Regions from separate parts of the Pan troglodytes genome. Here region 1 is linked to region 2. Evidence: chromatin contacts called from public Hi-C data. All regions are on one chromosome and are shown on one strand. The core of a region is the stretch at or near the end of the contact, and the rest is flanking DNA. Distances in the headings are between cores, read along the strand shown.

The links. Hi-C and Micro-C count contacts between places; a contact is called where the count stands out from the background.
Region 1: a Hi-C map of induced pluripotent stem cells shows a contact between it and region 2, with 2.1 times the contacts expected there. The contact joins two enhancer-like sites. A contact is called at or near these places in 2 of 7 Hi-C or Micro-C datasets (induced pluripotent stem cells and stem cell-derived neural progenitor cells).

Annotation. Positions count from the first base shown.
Region 1 is chr2:76,244,507-76,251,674 of NHGRI_mPanTro3-v2.0_pri, reverse strand. No RefSeq gene overlaps it. Among named protein-coding and RNA genes, the nearest start is that of RYBP, 200 kb to the left of the region's middle. Within about 2 kb of position 1,749, at least 10 of the 24 cell types and tissues checked have an H3K27ac peak or open chromatin away from gene starts, as enhancers often do. A contact at or near this core is called in induced pluripotent stem cells, where this site is marked.
Region 2 is chr2:75,863,832-75,870,929 of NHGRI_mPanTro3-v2.0_pri, reverse strand. No RefSeq gene overlaps it. Among named protein-coding and RNA genes, the nearest start is that of PROK2, 89 kb to the right of the region's middle. Within about 2 kb of position 1,934, at least 4 of the 24 cell types and tissues checked have an H3K27ac peak or open chromatin away from gene starts, as enhancers often do. A contact at or near this core is called in induced pluripotent stem cells, where this site is marked.

The sequences.
Region 1 (7,168 bases), core at 500-2,999, 380 kb before region 2:
GAGAAACAAATTTCACCTTTTGATGGGAAAAGCAGCAAAGTCACATTGCAAAGGCTGACTGCAGATACAGAGGGTGGAATAGTTTTGGCCATTTTTGCAAACAATCTGCTATGCTTGTGAAATAATAGGCTCAAAATCACTTGGAAGAGCAGAAAGTCTTTACTGCAAAGAAAGATGCGAAGGGCAGAAAATCAGCTTAATCCCACAATCCCAAGGAATGCATTGAGAATGTATTTGTCTGTGTAATCCAGTCATTTCTCAGGCTCATGTAATGGTGTTTTGGGTGGAGTAGGAACCAGAATTTGAATGACCAGATGAACAGAATTAGATGAGAATCCTTTTTCTGGTTGTCTATTTGCAGCCTCTAAGAAGTGAAGTCTCCTGACTCATCCACATTTGAGTTTGGACATATGCTACTGGGACTAATGAATTTAGATAGCTTGGATGGTGGTCCAGTTTCGGGGACCCCCATGATGGGGGATGGTGTCTTTCATGGTAAACAAGATGTCTGACAGCATAAACAGCACAGGGAGGAGCTCTGGGTACTGTATAATGAATACAAGAAACTACCCTACCTCACAGTGGCATATGTGTTTTCTGGAAAGTCACAGCTGTCAACTGAAGGGGAGACATCTCTAAACTCAAATGCTTCAGGGGCTTAAGCAGCTTTGCTGTGTGACCCCTCTAAGTGAGTGTGATGCAGCGAGCATGTCATTCATTTCTTCCAGTTGATGATAGGACTTGCTGGCCACCGGGAGCTGGTGCCAGGAGAGATTTGGGGTTCTGGAGGATGGTGGATTTTCAGCTCCAGCAACACCAGCAAGGAAACAGCAGTTTCAGTGCAAAGAGCTGCGAAATCCCAGCCTTCCTAGCCTCATGGCGCCTGGGTCTCTTTCACAGATACACGCAAGCAGTATTGGAGCCGGAACTGGCCTCTAGAAATGTCGACCAGTTGTCATCCTCACCAGCAGACTACCGGAGTGTTTATTTCTCTTCTGCTTTCGCCAGCTCTGGACATTCTCACTAAAAAATAAAACAACAAATCCTGCATGGCTTTAAGAAGTCTCTTTATACATATGCATACATAGAAGCCGGAGGGTCCCGAAGCCATTCTGATTGGGCAACAATTTGGAAGACAAATGATGACAGCCTCATTATGGGGCATGGCCAACCGACTGCCATCCTGCTTGAGAGGGTCGAGCAAGCTGCACACATTTTAATGTTCACTCGGGAGAGCGCTCCTCTCTTCCTCTTCAATTACCCAGCATGGTTACGTGGTGCTTTTCACTCACCAAGCCCTGGAGGTTAATTACTCCACACGGCGCCTTTTACCAGCAGGAGGTGTGCCTTGGCAGTCCTCAGCCCTGCACGTGGCCTGCCCAGATGGGTGGCACATCCCGCCCTCGCTGGCTGCTGGGTTTCAGTTTGTTTTTGTTTATGTTGGCTCCGTTTCAACAGAGCCTACAGATGTGGTCAAACTGGAAAGGGGGTGGGGGACTAGAAGCAAAGGGGGGAAATAAAGGCGCCAATCATTTCTGATATCATCTGATCTGACCAGAACTTTTTGAAGGGGTCAGTGAGAAAAGCCAGGCTTGGTCTGGGCCTCTGCTGCTTTCTATTTTCGGTCTTGTCTCCATCCCACCCAGAGAGTGGGAAGCCCAGGCACTGAGGCTCACCTTAAAGAGCCCGCGCAGAGCTTGCTCGAAGCAGCTCTGATTTCCAGGCCACAGGCAGGAATGGCTTGGTTCATTGGCCGCTTCTCCTCTTGGGGCTCCATGGGACTGGCTTAGTCCTAATGAGAGCTGGCAGACAGAGAGGAAGCAGGGTTGACAGAGAGCTGACTGCCCCTCCCCAGGCAGACTTTTCACCTGGCAGGTAAAAACCATCCCAATTAGCTGCCACAGCAAGGCTGGGCCTGGAGCTCACAGCCCATCCTGTCACCTGCCTTCCCTGGTGGCGGAAGCAGAAGCAAGCCTGGGGGGCATGGCGGGTGGGTGGGGGGCTGTAGGCTGTGGGTGTGTGGGAGGACCCAGTTCCCAGAAGAGGCTGCACTTTCTCTGGGGTTTCCACAAAGCCCAGGAGATCTCTTCTGGGACAAACCCTTGCCCCAGCAGGCTTGGGGAGGGGCAATGAAAGAGTTAAAGCCCTCACTTCTTCACCCACCTCCCTGCTCCCCTATGACTGTTCCAGTGGCCCCCCCTTCCTTGTGGGGCTCCTGCGGCTTCCACAGGGAGCCAGGCAGGGCCCTGCCCCTGGCTACATCTGCCAAATGCAAATAGTTGCTAAAGTTATTTAGTGTGTCCTCACGGCTCCTTTTTGTCACTGGTGTTCCCTAGGCAACCGCTGCTGGAATGCAGTCAACTTCTAGAGGTTCTTCACAGGCAGGAATAGAAAATGGCTCTTGCTCACTTCTTGTTTGGGGGCTTCTCTGAGTGGATCCTTACATTGGGAACTAGAGTCCTTGCTTTTCTTATTTGAAAAGAGGACAGCGAGAGAAAGCTGACCAAACTGCCCTCTAGAAGTGGAGGAGGTGGAAATTCAGGGTCCCTTTGCTACTTTCGCTGGATGGAGGTGACCAGGGCTACAGAGAATGGCCTTCAACATGTTTATTTCCTTCTGCCAAGACCTTCCCACAGGAGCGACCTTCCCATAGAGCAAGAGAGGTTTCTCTCTTCTTTCTAAAGATTATACAGATCAGTCAACTTTATCTTAAAGCTATATTTCTCATATAAGCAAAACATTTCTTATAAAAAATTAGAAAATACAGATAAAGTATAAAAAAGGGAAAAATCCCTATACACATTTCCCATAATCCCATCATCCAGAGATGATTACTATTAACATTTTGATTACATGCTTATATTTGTATAGAAGTCTTATACAAATTACCCCCAAACTCAATGGTTTTACAGTGGTTCTCAAACATTTTTGGTCTCAGGACACTTTTACACTTGTAAAGTCATTAAGGACCTCAAAGAACTTTTGCTAGGTCAGCTATATCTATCAATATTTACTGTATAGGAAATTAAAGCTCAGATAATTTTAGAATGAAGAAGGCACACACATGTATTCTATTAACTATCACAGCAATAATGTTATTACACATCATATAACCTATGGGAAAGTCCACTGTACACTCTTGAGAGTGAACAAGGCAAATAACATGTTAGTAGTATTAGCAAAAGAGTTTGGACTTTGCAGATCCTCTACTAGGGCCTCAGGGACTCCCCAGGAGTTCCCAGATCCCAGACCATGCTTTGAGAACTGCTGATTTTAAAACATTTAGAATTTGCTATTGCTTATGAGACCTCTGGTCAGCTGGAGGGCTCTTCTGATCTTGACTGAGCTCATTGGTGTATCTATAATCAAGTGTGACAGGTGAGTGGCTCTGCTGAACTTGGTGACTCCCTTATGTATTTGAGGGTTAGCTGGTTAGAGTCAGATCGAAGATGGCCTCAGTTGAGACTGCTAAGCTCTCCTCCATGGGGTCTCTCATCCTCCAGTGGGCTAGGCTGGGTTTGTGCACATGTCAATGTCAAGATTTTGAGAGCTGGAACAAGAGCAAGAGTGAGAAGGCAAGGTGGGTGGGGAGGGGGAAGAGAGAGAGAGAGAGTGCAGGAGTGCTCATGGCTTCTTGAGGTCTAAAGACAGGAGCACTGACTGTCAATTTCTCTATATTCTATTGACCAAAGTGACTCGCATGGCCAGGAGGTGCAAAATAGACTCTACCTCTTTTTGGGAATTGTGGCAAAGTCACATTATAAGGGGCATGGATAAGGGGAGGGGAATAATTGTGGCTATTTTTGCAGCAGTCTACCACATACCTTATGTTTGCTTAATGGCTGCATTATTTTCCATTGAATGGACATGCTATAATTTATTCAGTCCTGATTGCTGGACATCAAGGTTGATTTTAATTTTCTCCTAATATGAATGAGGCTAGAATGAGCATTCTTGTGCATGAATTCCTAGAAGGGAAATTGTAACAATAAAAGGTATGAGCTCTGTTAAGTTTCTCCATCCATTCTGCCAAATCTCTCTCCAGAGAGCCCACACCAGTTTATGTTCTCACCAGCAAAGGAGGAGGAGACTGCCTGTTGAGAGACTGATTTCTGCAAGTGTGTGTGTGTGAAATCAATCACTTGTTAAAAACTGTTCTTTATGCCAAGTGTAGACAAGGCCTGTGGTCCTCAGTAATTAATTCTGCGGAGTGAAGAGCTACTCTTCAGCCTCCTTCACAGAAATGGCCACAGCTTGAAGAGACTGCTGGGGAGGAGGCTTGTTGGTAGACTGCTGGTTCTGAGTCCATCTATGGGCAACACTTTCCTTTCTAGACCCTCACTGGTCTTAAATAGTTATTTGTTAGAGATTCAAGATGCATCTCTTCCCAAGAGAACAAGAACTATCTTTTTTTTCTTAAAAAATAAAAAACGATAATCAAGAGTGCTAGAAATAGGGGACTGAGCTCAGGAATGGAGTCCTTAGCCCTTGGTGAAACAGTTTGACCTTGGTTGTGTGATGGTGAGGCTCTGTATATGGGCCAGTTGACTGAGGGCAGAATCCACAAATCTGAAGTTATCCCTGTGTGCCTTACCCATGATATGGTTTGGCTGTGTTCCCACCCAAATCTCATCTTGAATTGTAGCTCCCATAATCCCCATGTGTCATGGGAGGGACCTGGTGAGAGGTAATTGAATCACAGCGGGGGTCTTTCCCGTGCTGTTATTGTGTTAGTGAATAAGTCACATGAGATCTGATGGTTTTATAAGGGGGAGTTTCCCTACACAAACTCTCTTGCCCACCGCCTTGTAAGACATGACTTTGCTCCTTGTTTGCCTTCTGCCATGACTGTGAAGCCTCCCCAGCCATATGGAACTGTGAGTCAATTAAATCTCTTTCCTTTATAAATTACCCAGTCTCTGGTATCATCATTAGCAATGTGAGAACAGACTAATACACCCATTCTTCCCACCTTTTCACCCCATGATTCCTAGTGTCTGCAAGTCAACAAACTGCTTAGTCCACATGGCCCTGTATGTTGTTTTGCTTTATTTCTTACCATGCCCTGTATATCTTCTTGGCCCTATGGTGCTTCAAGCCCCTGCTCACTAGTTTCCAGAATAAACCCTGTTGAATCGTTTTCACCTGGCACCTCTGCTTCTGCTGTTCCCTCAGGCAGAATTCCTATTCCAACCCTCTCTTTTTTCCATTCTTCATCTAGCTAATTAATAAGCATCCTTCAAAACCCAGCCAAAGGAACTCCAAACGTTCACCTGTGAGGGTGTGTTGAGACTCCCAGTCCCTGAATTGACTCATCTAGTAACAGCAGCTCTGGAGGAGATGTGGGAGCCCCGGTTCTTGCTTTATCCTAGCTGTGTGACATTTAGCAAGGCAAGTGATCTCCCTGTGCTCCAGTTTTTCTCTTCTCTAACATGAAAATGACCTTAGACTCATGTTTCATTTCCAGTTATTGCATTAATAGAAGTATGTGACATTATAATTGCTACAAATGCAAAACAAGTGTTTTTTTTTTTTAAAGTCCTACCTTATGTTCCCTTGAAAAGCAGAGGATAAGACAAGAGCTTGCATGCAGATAATTTCTTTTGAAGAAGTGATTTTTGGGAAAAGGTGTTGGGGGCTAGGGGAGAGGGCAACAGGGATTGCAGTCCAATTTAGGTGCATTAATGAATGCGACACCAATGTGGGCATGGGTCCCTCTGAGGAGCAGTGCAGAATGCACCTCAGCATGCTCTACTCAAGACATAGAAGACGGAAATATTTTTCCCCACACAGGTTAAATTTGCTCCTGCGGTTTGTACCCAAAGTGTTGCTGGGGTGGGGCAGCAAATGGCCAAGCAGGTCTCTAGGGCACCTACACTGCAGCAGAGAAGCCCTAAAGAAAGCAAGAAACACCTTGTGTGGATGAAGTGAAGCACTCTTGGGTTGCCACAGCTCTGGCAGAAGTGGGCTGTAAGAGTGTGAGATGGTGCATAAAAGACGTCGGGCCCAACGCTGAAGTCTACATTTGTCATCCCTGAATCCCGACCTCTAAGCACCGTGCCTGGCGTGGAGCAGGCATTAATCCACATGGTAAATGTGGAATGGAGGGAAAAGTTCCTGTTGTATTTCTTCATGGCTTTCAGCCACTGGTTACAGTGGGGAGATGTTTATCTTCTGCCTTTTCTTATTCTATGGTGCTCATGTCTCTTTGGGGACTGGAAGGAGAAGGTGCTCTGCTTATGGAATGAGGTTGGTCAGGCTGACCTCAGTGAGGAGGTTGGGTTAGGTGAGGGCTTTTTCAGTTGTATACTCCAGGGACCCTGTGGAAAAAGCTGCAGGGTTAGGTAGGGTGACCTGGGTGGATCAGGAAACATTTCTTCTTCCTTTCCCATCTCCCATCCTTCCTTTGTTCCTTGTGCTCCATTTACTCTGAACCTAATACCTGAGAATCATCTGAAATAGCAGCAACCAGCCTTTGCAAAGCATGGCATTTGGCAAAATGTATTCCATGGAATTCCAGTTCTGTTCTCCTTCTCATCAACCAGAGCGGTTCCACTTTTGCCTCTTTTATATCCTGAGATTGCATGTATTTATCAGTTGGGAATTGGGTGCAAGCAACAGAAACCAATTTCTTTAACTAAAAAGAAAAGAAATCTATTGAAAGTGTTATGCAAACCAGAGGTCTATGGCCAAAGAAGTTTGGGAAACAGGGAGTTGAGCAAAGTCCATAGCTCTATCTGTTGGGGGACTTCTCAGGATCTTTAGTCTGCTAATAAAAATCTCCAAGAGAGAAATATCTTTTGCAAAGTTTTCCAAATTCATTACCTCAATCCCAAGACGTGCTGATTGTAAGATGCAGCCACACTTTAATAATAGCCTTCCAGGGTTCAAACCAAAAAGGAACACTATCACATCAGGTGTGCAAATTGATTTTAAGAAGCAACCTGATTTCATAACTTTGTTTATCTGTTTTAAGGCAACATATGCAGAATACTTACCATGTGCCAGACACTATTTTAAGAGCTTTTATATAAAATGACTGACTTAATCCTGTCTTTTGAGGTGGATGTGGGGCCAAGAGGGGCCTGAGAATGCACTTCTCAGATCTCTTACTGCAAGAGCATAATTGACCAAGGGCCCTGGTTGCTGCATTCTAAATCCACCTCCA
Region 2 (7,098 bases), core at 685-3,184:
TGAAGCTCCCCAGAGGACCCCCTTGCCTCACTGGAGTCCCCAGGGCCCATTTGGGGTCAGTCTCTGTCAGGAAGCCAGAGCAAATTTCTTACCCTTCCTCCCAGTTTTCCTGGTCTAGGCCTGTTTCTCTTTCCTGTGTCATTTGCCACCTTCCCCAGGAAGGTTATCTGAGGATGCAGAGAGGTAGAAAGTTGTCAGCTGTGATGCCTGCAGGCCAGGTGGGGAGGAAATGGTCTCTCCAAACCCCTTCCCAGCAAGCCTGGGTCCTGGATCCCCCTGTCAGAGGCGCGTGAACCAGAACAACTCCATCTTGAATAGGAGCTGGGTAAAATGAGGCTGACACCTGCTGTGCTGCATTCCCAGACGGTTAAGGCATTCTAAGTCTCAGGATAAGATGGGAGGTCAGCATAAAATACAGGTCACAAAGACCTTGCTGATAAAACACTTTGCAGTAAAGAAACCGGCCCAAGCCCACCAAAACCAAGATGGTGATGAGGGTGACCTCTGGTCATCCTCACTGTTACACTCCCACCAGCACCATGACAGTTTACAAATGCCATGGCGACATCAGGAAGTTACCCTATGTGGTCTAAAAAGGGGAGGCACGAAGAATCCACCCCTTGTTTAGCATATCATCAAGAAATAACCATAAAAATGGGCAACCAACAGCCCTCAGGGCTGTTCTGTCTATGGAGTAGTCATTCTTTTGTTCCTTTACTTTCCTAATAAACTTGCTTTCACTTTACTGACTCGCCCTGAATTCTTTCTTGGGCAAGATCCAAGAACCCTCTCTTGGGGTCTGGATTGTGAACCCTTTCCTATAGCAACCCCATCTCAGGGGACCATCCCTCCAGCGTCCTCCCTGGGGTGGCCCCTGGGCCAAGAGGCCAGGAAGAGAGCCCTCCTTTGATCACTCCCTTGTCAAAGCAAAAGGATTAAGATCCTACCACTTCCAGCTCAGCAATTCTCAGAAGATCACTCCATGCCCTCCTTTCCACCTGTATGACACGGGGATAATGACAATGTCTTCCTGGGCTAGGCACGAGGATGCAATGAGTTAATCCATGGAAAGTACTCAGCCCAGTGCCTGGCACCTATGCCCAATAAATTGTTCAGCATTGTTAGTGCTGTTATTATCTATAGTTGAGAAGTAATAATACCAGTTGCAGTTATCTCAGGCTACACTCCATGTTTTTACCACTTTGCTTTTCTTCTCAGACACACACATAAACACAGCCCACTTAATGGCAGAGGGATGCAGCTTTACAAGCAGAACCAGCGAAGGGAACTCAGTTTAACTCTGGCCTGTGCCCAACTCAAAGGGTGGCCTTCAGCAAATTACCACTCCTCTTTGGGCTTCCATCAGGACGTGTAATTTATCTGGAAATAGCTCAAGTGAAGTGTCAGGGGTCACAACTTAGAGAGCTCAGGCCAAATCCAATTGTCAGAGAAGTTCTTGGGCCAACACTGTGCTCTGAAAATGGGGCAACAGGTTAGGGACTGTGGTTCACACCTGTAATCCCAACACTTAGGGAGGCAGAAGTGGGTGGATTGCTTGAGCCCACGAGTTCGAGATCAGCTTGGGCAACATGATGAACCCTCATCTCTACAAAAACAACAAAAAAGAAAAATACAAAAATTAGCCAGGCATGGTGGCCTGTGCCTGTAGTCTCAGCTACTCTGGAGGCTGAGGTGGGAGGATCACCTGAGCCTGGGAGGTGGAGGTTGCAGTGAGCCATGATCGTGCCACTGCACTCCAGCCTCGGCAACAGAGTAAGACCCTGTCTCAAGAAAAAAAAAAAAACGGGGTGACATCACATCACAGTCCAGATATCTGGCTCCTCCCAGCATTTGGGGTGATCTGCACTGCCCGATCCGGTGGAGCCAGGAAGAGCTTTGCGAGGCATCTTTAGCCTTTCAGCCAATTCTCCTCTTTCCTCCTGCTCATGCAATCATTCCCTACCTGGCCCCTAGAGGCCTTTGACTTTGTAACCCTCTGAACTCACTAAATTCTCAGGTGGTTTCCGCTTTCAAATTCAGCAGTTGAAACCTCAGGTCTGACTTGCAGGGCTGGGAAGGATTTGTCTCCCTGCTGCAGGGGGTTAAGTGGCTGCTTTTGAAAGGACAAAGCTAGAGATGACTCGATAAGATAAGGAGCTCTGTTTTCAGGAGGAAAGAACAGGATTTTGTTGTGATCCAGAGGATAACAGTCTGAGCCTCTCATTCATCAGCCCATCCCTCCTCCCTCCCCTTAGCAGGCGCTCAGGGCCACCATGGGATGTGTCTGCAGCTGCTGCCATCTGCTGGGGCATAAAGTTGCTGCAGCCTGCCTGGGGATGGCATTTCCAGGGTTTGCACAGGTGTTTCCTGCCAAGCCCCGAATGATAGCTCTTGTCCCAGTAGAGGCAGTGGGCTCGCCGCTACAGTTGCTGGTATTTATCAAGCACCTGCTATGAGCCAAACACTATTTTAGAAATTCCGTGAGTTTTCCTACTAATCCATTTGCTAGAATAGAAGCCCACATGGGCAGGGAGTTTTGTCTCTTTTCTTCACAGTAGCAGCCCTAGTGCCTGGAACAGTGCCTGGCACAAGGAAGGAACTTGGTACAGGTGGGTTGCATGAGAACAAGTGTAAAGACAGATTGTGTCGTTATGTCCATTTTATGGATGAGGAAATTGTCACTCAGAGACACAAAGGCTCAAGGTACTATGGGTAAACCTGTGGGAGAAGCTGAAACATTCCTGGTGTGGGCAGAGTTTGTCTAGCACTGCAGGTGATTTTGAAGATGATCAAGACAGGCAACAGGTAGGAATGAACACCTCAGGTAGCCAGGGTCCTTTGAAGTTCAGAAAACCCAGGGTGCAAACCAACAGGAAACTAAGCCAAATCCACGAAATGTTGCAATGGGGCCCGGGGACCTGGCCAGGGCAAGAGGCCCTTCACATGTGTTTTGTGTGTGTTTTTTGAATTAGGAAACTTAATTTTTTTTTGAACAGTTTTAAATTTACAGAACAACTGAGTGGAAAGTACAGGGAGTTCCCATATATGCTCTCACGCCTACCCACACATATGCACACACAGCCATTTTCCCTATTACTAACATCTTGCATCAGCATGAAACATTTGCTACAATTGATGAGCCAATATTGATAACATGATTTTTAACTAAAGTTCATAGATTGCATTAGGGTTCATTAGGGTTCACTTGGTGATGAACATTCTGAGTTTTGGAAAATGCATGATGTCATATATCCACCATTACAGAATCACACAAAATAGCTCCATTCCTTAAAAATCCCCTGTGCTCCACTTATTTTATTTTATTTTATTTTATTTTATTTTTTTCAGACAGGAGTTTTGCTCTTGTCACCCAGGCTGGAGTGCAATGGCATGATCTCGGCTCACTGCAAGCTCCGCATCCCAGGTTCAAGTGATTCTCCTGCCTCGGCATCCCAAGTAGCTGAAATTACAGGTGCCTGCCACCACACCCGGCTAGTTTTTTGTATTTTTAGTAGAGATGGGGTTCTCCATGTTGGCCAGGCTTGTCTCGAACTCCTGACCTCAGGTGATCTGCCCACCTCAGCCTCCTAAAGTGCTGGGATTACAGGTGTGAGCCACCGCGCCCAGCCCGTGCTCCACCTATTTATCCTTCCCTCTCCTCCAGCCCCTGGCCACCACTGATCTTTTTACTATTTCTATAGTTTTGCCTTTTCTAGAATGTTATATACTTAGAATCATACAGTATACAGCCTTTTCAGATTGGCTTCTTTAATGTAGTAATATGCATTTAAGGTTTCTCCATATCTTTCCATGGCTTACTAGCTCATTTCTTTTTATCACTGAATAATATCCCATTGAATGGATGTGCCACAGTTTGTTTATCCATTCACCAATTAAAGGACATCTTGGTTGCTGCTGCTTTTTTTGGAGATGGAGTCTCACTCTTATTGAGACTGGAGTGAAGTGGCATGATCTCAGCTCACTGCAACTTCCACCTCCCGGGTTCAAGTGATTTTCCTGCCTCAGCCCCCTGGGTAGCTGAGATTACAGATGCCTGCCACCACACCTGGCTAATTTTTGAATTTTTAGTAGAGACAGGGTTTCACCACCTTGGCCAGGCTAGTCTCATACTCCTGATCTCAAATGATCTGCCTATCTCAACCTCCCAGTGTGTTGGGATTACAGGCGTGAGCCACTGCACCCAGCCACATTTGGTTGCTTCTAAGTTTGGCAATTATGAATAAAGTTTCAATAAACATCTGCGTGCATGTTTTTGTGTAGACATAAGTTTTCAACTCACTGGGTAAATACTTAAGAACCCAATTGCTGGATTGCATGGTAAGTTTTGTAAGAAACTGCCAGATGGTTTTCCAAAGTGGCTGTACTCTGTTGTGCTTCTGAACATAGCTCTTAGATCAGGCCTGCTGGCCAGGGTTTGCCCATTCTCGAAGTAGAGGTTAGGCCTGGGAGTCCTCTGGTCCCATCGGCAGCCTGCCCTTTTGCTGAGCCAAATCCACTTCCTCTGGTGAAAGGTGCAAGAAAAGAGCTTTTCTTTTCATCCTACAAAGAGGGACCTACTTTAGATGAGGTATGATGCTGTGGCAATCCCGGATGTTTGAAATTCCCAAGTCATCCCCTTAGGCTGGTGAAGGGGCCCACGGCTCTCAAGAGTCAACCTGTGCCTTTGGTTCAGAATACTTGACCTGAGTGTGCCCGTGTGGGCTGAAGGAAACAGCTACTGTTTTGATGTGCGGTACTTTTGGTTCCTACCCAAAACCGTGATGAAACCAGTGCCTCTGGAATCAAAATATCCAGCTCTTGTTCCCTTTCCACTCTTTCTACAAGGTCAACAAGTTAGGTAACAGTTTAATTTGCATCATTCCAAAATTTAGAGTAATTAGAATATTAAAATTTAGGGTAATTAGGGAGATAATGGAACTATAAGCATGCTAGGAGTTTATTTTGCTTTTCTTCTCTTTTTTTTTTTTTTTAAGGCTATGAAAAATCAGATATGACCCCTTTAACGTTACTTTAAAAACACAATTTTAAAGTTAGGCTAATATGAAACTGAAACTGTAGGAAAGAAAGGACTTTCTTAGTTATGCTTTTGACATTATTTTCCAGAATCCAAAATGCCATGTTTGCTTGCTTCTACACAATGGCATCTCCTCTCCCTGCCTCCCCCAAAAAACAAAAAACAACCAATCTAAAAAACTTTATATTCCACCAATAACTTGGAGCAAGTCATTTAATCATCAGCTTATTTTTAAAGGCTAATATTCTTTGGTGATTGCCTAGGAAAACTCAGAGACTCTCACTTGAACTACTTCAATCTGTGAAGAGGAAAAAAATACTTTTGTTTTGCTGGTCGGAGGAGGGTTTATTTATGTGTCTCATTTTACAAGCCTAAGCGCTGCAAATGTAAACACTCTGAAGGAAGATTTTTGTTCTAATGACTTAACTGAAACCAGAAGCATCTCTCTTTGATTTACTGGAACAAGTCCAGTGTGGTCTTGATCTAGCATTATAGAACACGTGTCTCTACCTATGCAGCTGAGAAAACTTACCTTTTCTGTTCCAGCCAAGTAATTTCTCAAAGAATGAGGATGGGTGAAGTCTAGCAAAAACCAAACAAACAAACAAACAAACAAACAAAAGTTAAAAAATTCTCCAGATGATTCTTATAGAAACTGAAGTTTGGGAACCCCTGCTTAAGGCAATACTTACTTTTTCCCTTTTTAATTTTTTTTACCTTTTCAACTTTACCTACAAAATAACACATTATGTTTTTCCTGAATGTTTGAGCACTGAAAATATATAAATAACACATTCTGGACAAGTATTTTCTTCCTGTTACGTTTGACTGTCTCATTGAAAACATTTTAACTCTTTTTAAAAAAAATTCTTAAAACTTTACTTTTTAAATGAACATACAGTAAAATTGACTTTGTATGTGAGCACAGTTCTGTGAATTTCAACACGCATACACATTCAAGTAACCACTCCCACAATCAATACAAAACAATTCCATCACCTAGAAAACTCCCTCATGCCATCCTTTTGTTGTCAGACCCCGCCACCGCCCCAACCCTGCAACCCTGACCCTTAGTAAGCACTGCCATTACCCATCATCAAAGTGTCTCTTCCACAAGGTCACGTAAATGGAATCATACAATATATAACCTTTTGAGACTGGCTTCTTTCAGTCGACATAATGTATTTGAGAGTCATCCAAGCAGTTGCATGTATCCATAGTTCTTTTTAAAATTAATGTTATTATTATTACTGAGCAGAATTCCATTGTGTGGGTGTAACGCTTTTTTCACCCGTTGTAGGGTATTTGGCTGCTTCCAGTTTTTGGCTGCTATAATCAGTATAAATAGAGCTGGGTTTGTGTTAAATCTATAGATGAATTTGGGGGAGGATTCCCAACTTTACATTGTTACCTTCCCATTTATGTGTGCAGTATGTCTTATAAATAGAGCTGCTATCATCATTCCTGTATAGGTTTGGGGGTGTAGATAAATTTTCATGTTGTGATACTTAGGTAATTCCTAGTAGTGGGATGCTGAGTCAGCTGGTAGACGTGCCTGGAACTTTACGAGAAACCGTCACAGTGTTTGCCAGAGTATTTTTACATTTTCAGCCATTCTAATAGGTGTGGAGGGTATCTCATCATGGTTTTAATTTGCCTTTTCTTAATGGTTAATGATGTTGAACATCTTTTCATGAGTTTATTTGCCATCCCTTTAGTGAAGTGCCTGTTCAAGTCTTTTGCTCATTTTAAAAATTGGACTGTTTGTTCTCTTAATGTTGAGTTTCGAGAGTTCTTAATATATTCTGAATACAAGTGTTTTGCTGGATATGTGATCAGTAAATATTTTCTCGGTCTGTAGTTTGTCTTTTCATTCTTTTACCAGTGTCTTTCCCAGAAAAAGTTTTTAATTCTGATGAAGTCCAGCTTACAATTTTTTTTTTCTGTTATGGGTCATGATTTTTCCCTACGTTTAATTCTAAACATTTTATAATTTTGTATTTTACATTTAAATGTATAACTTAATTTGAGTTAATTTTGGAATAAGGTATGAGATTTAGGTC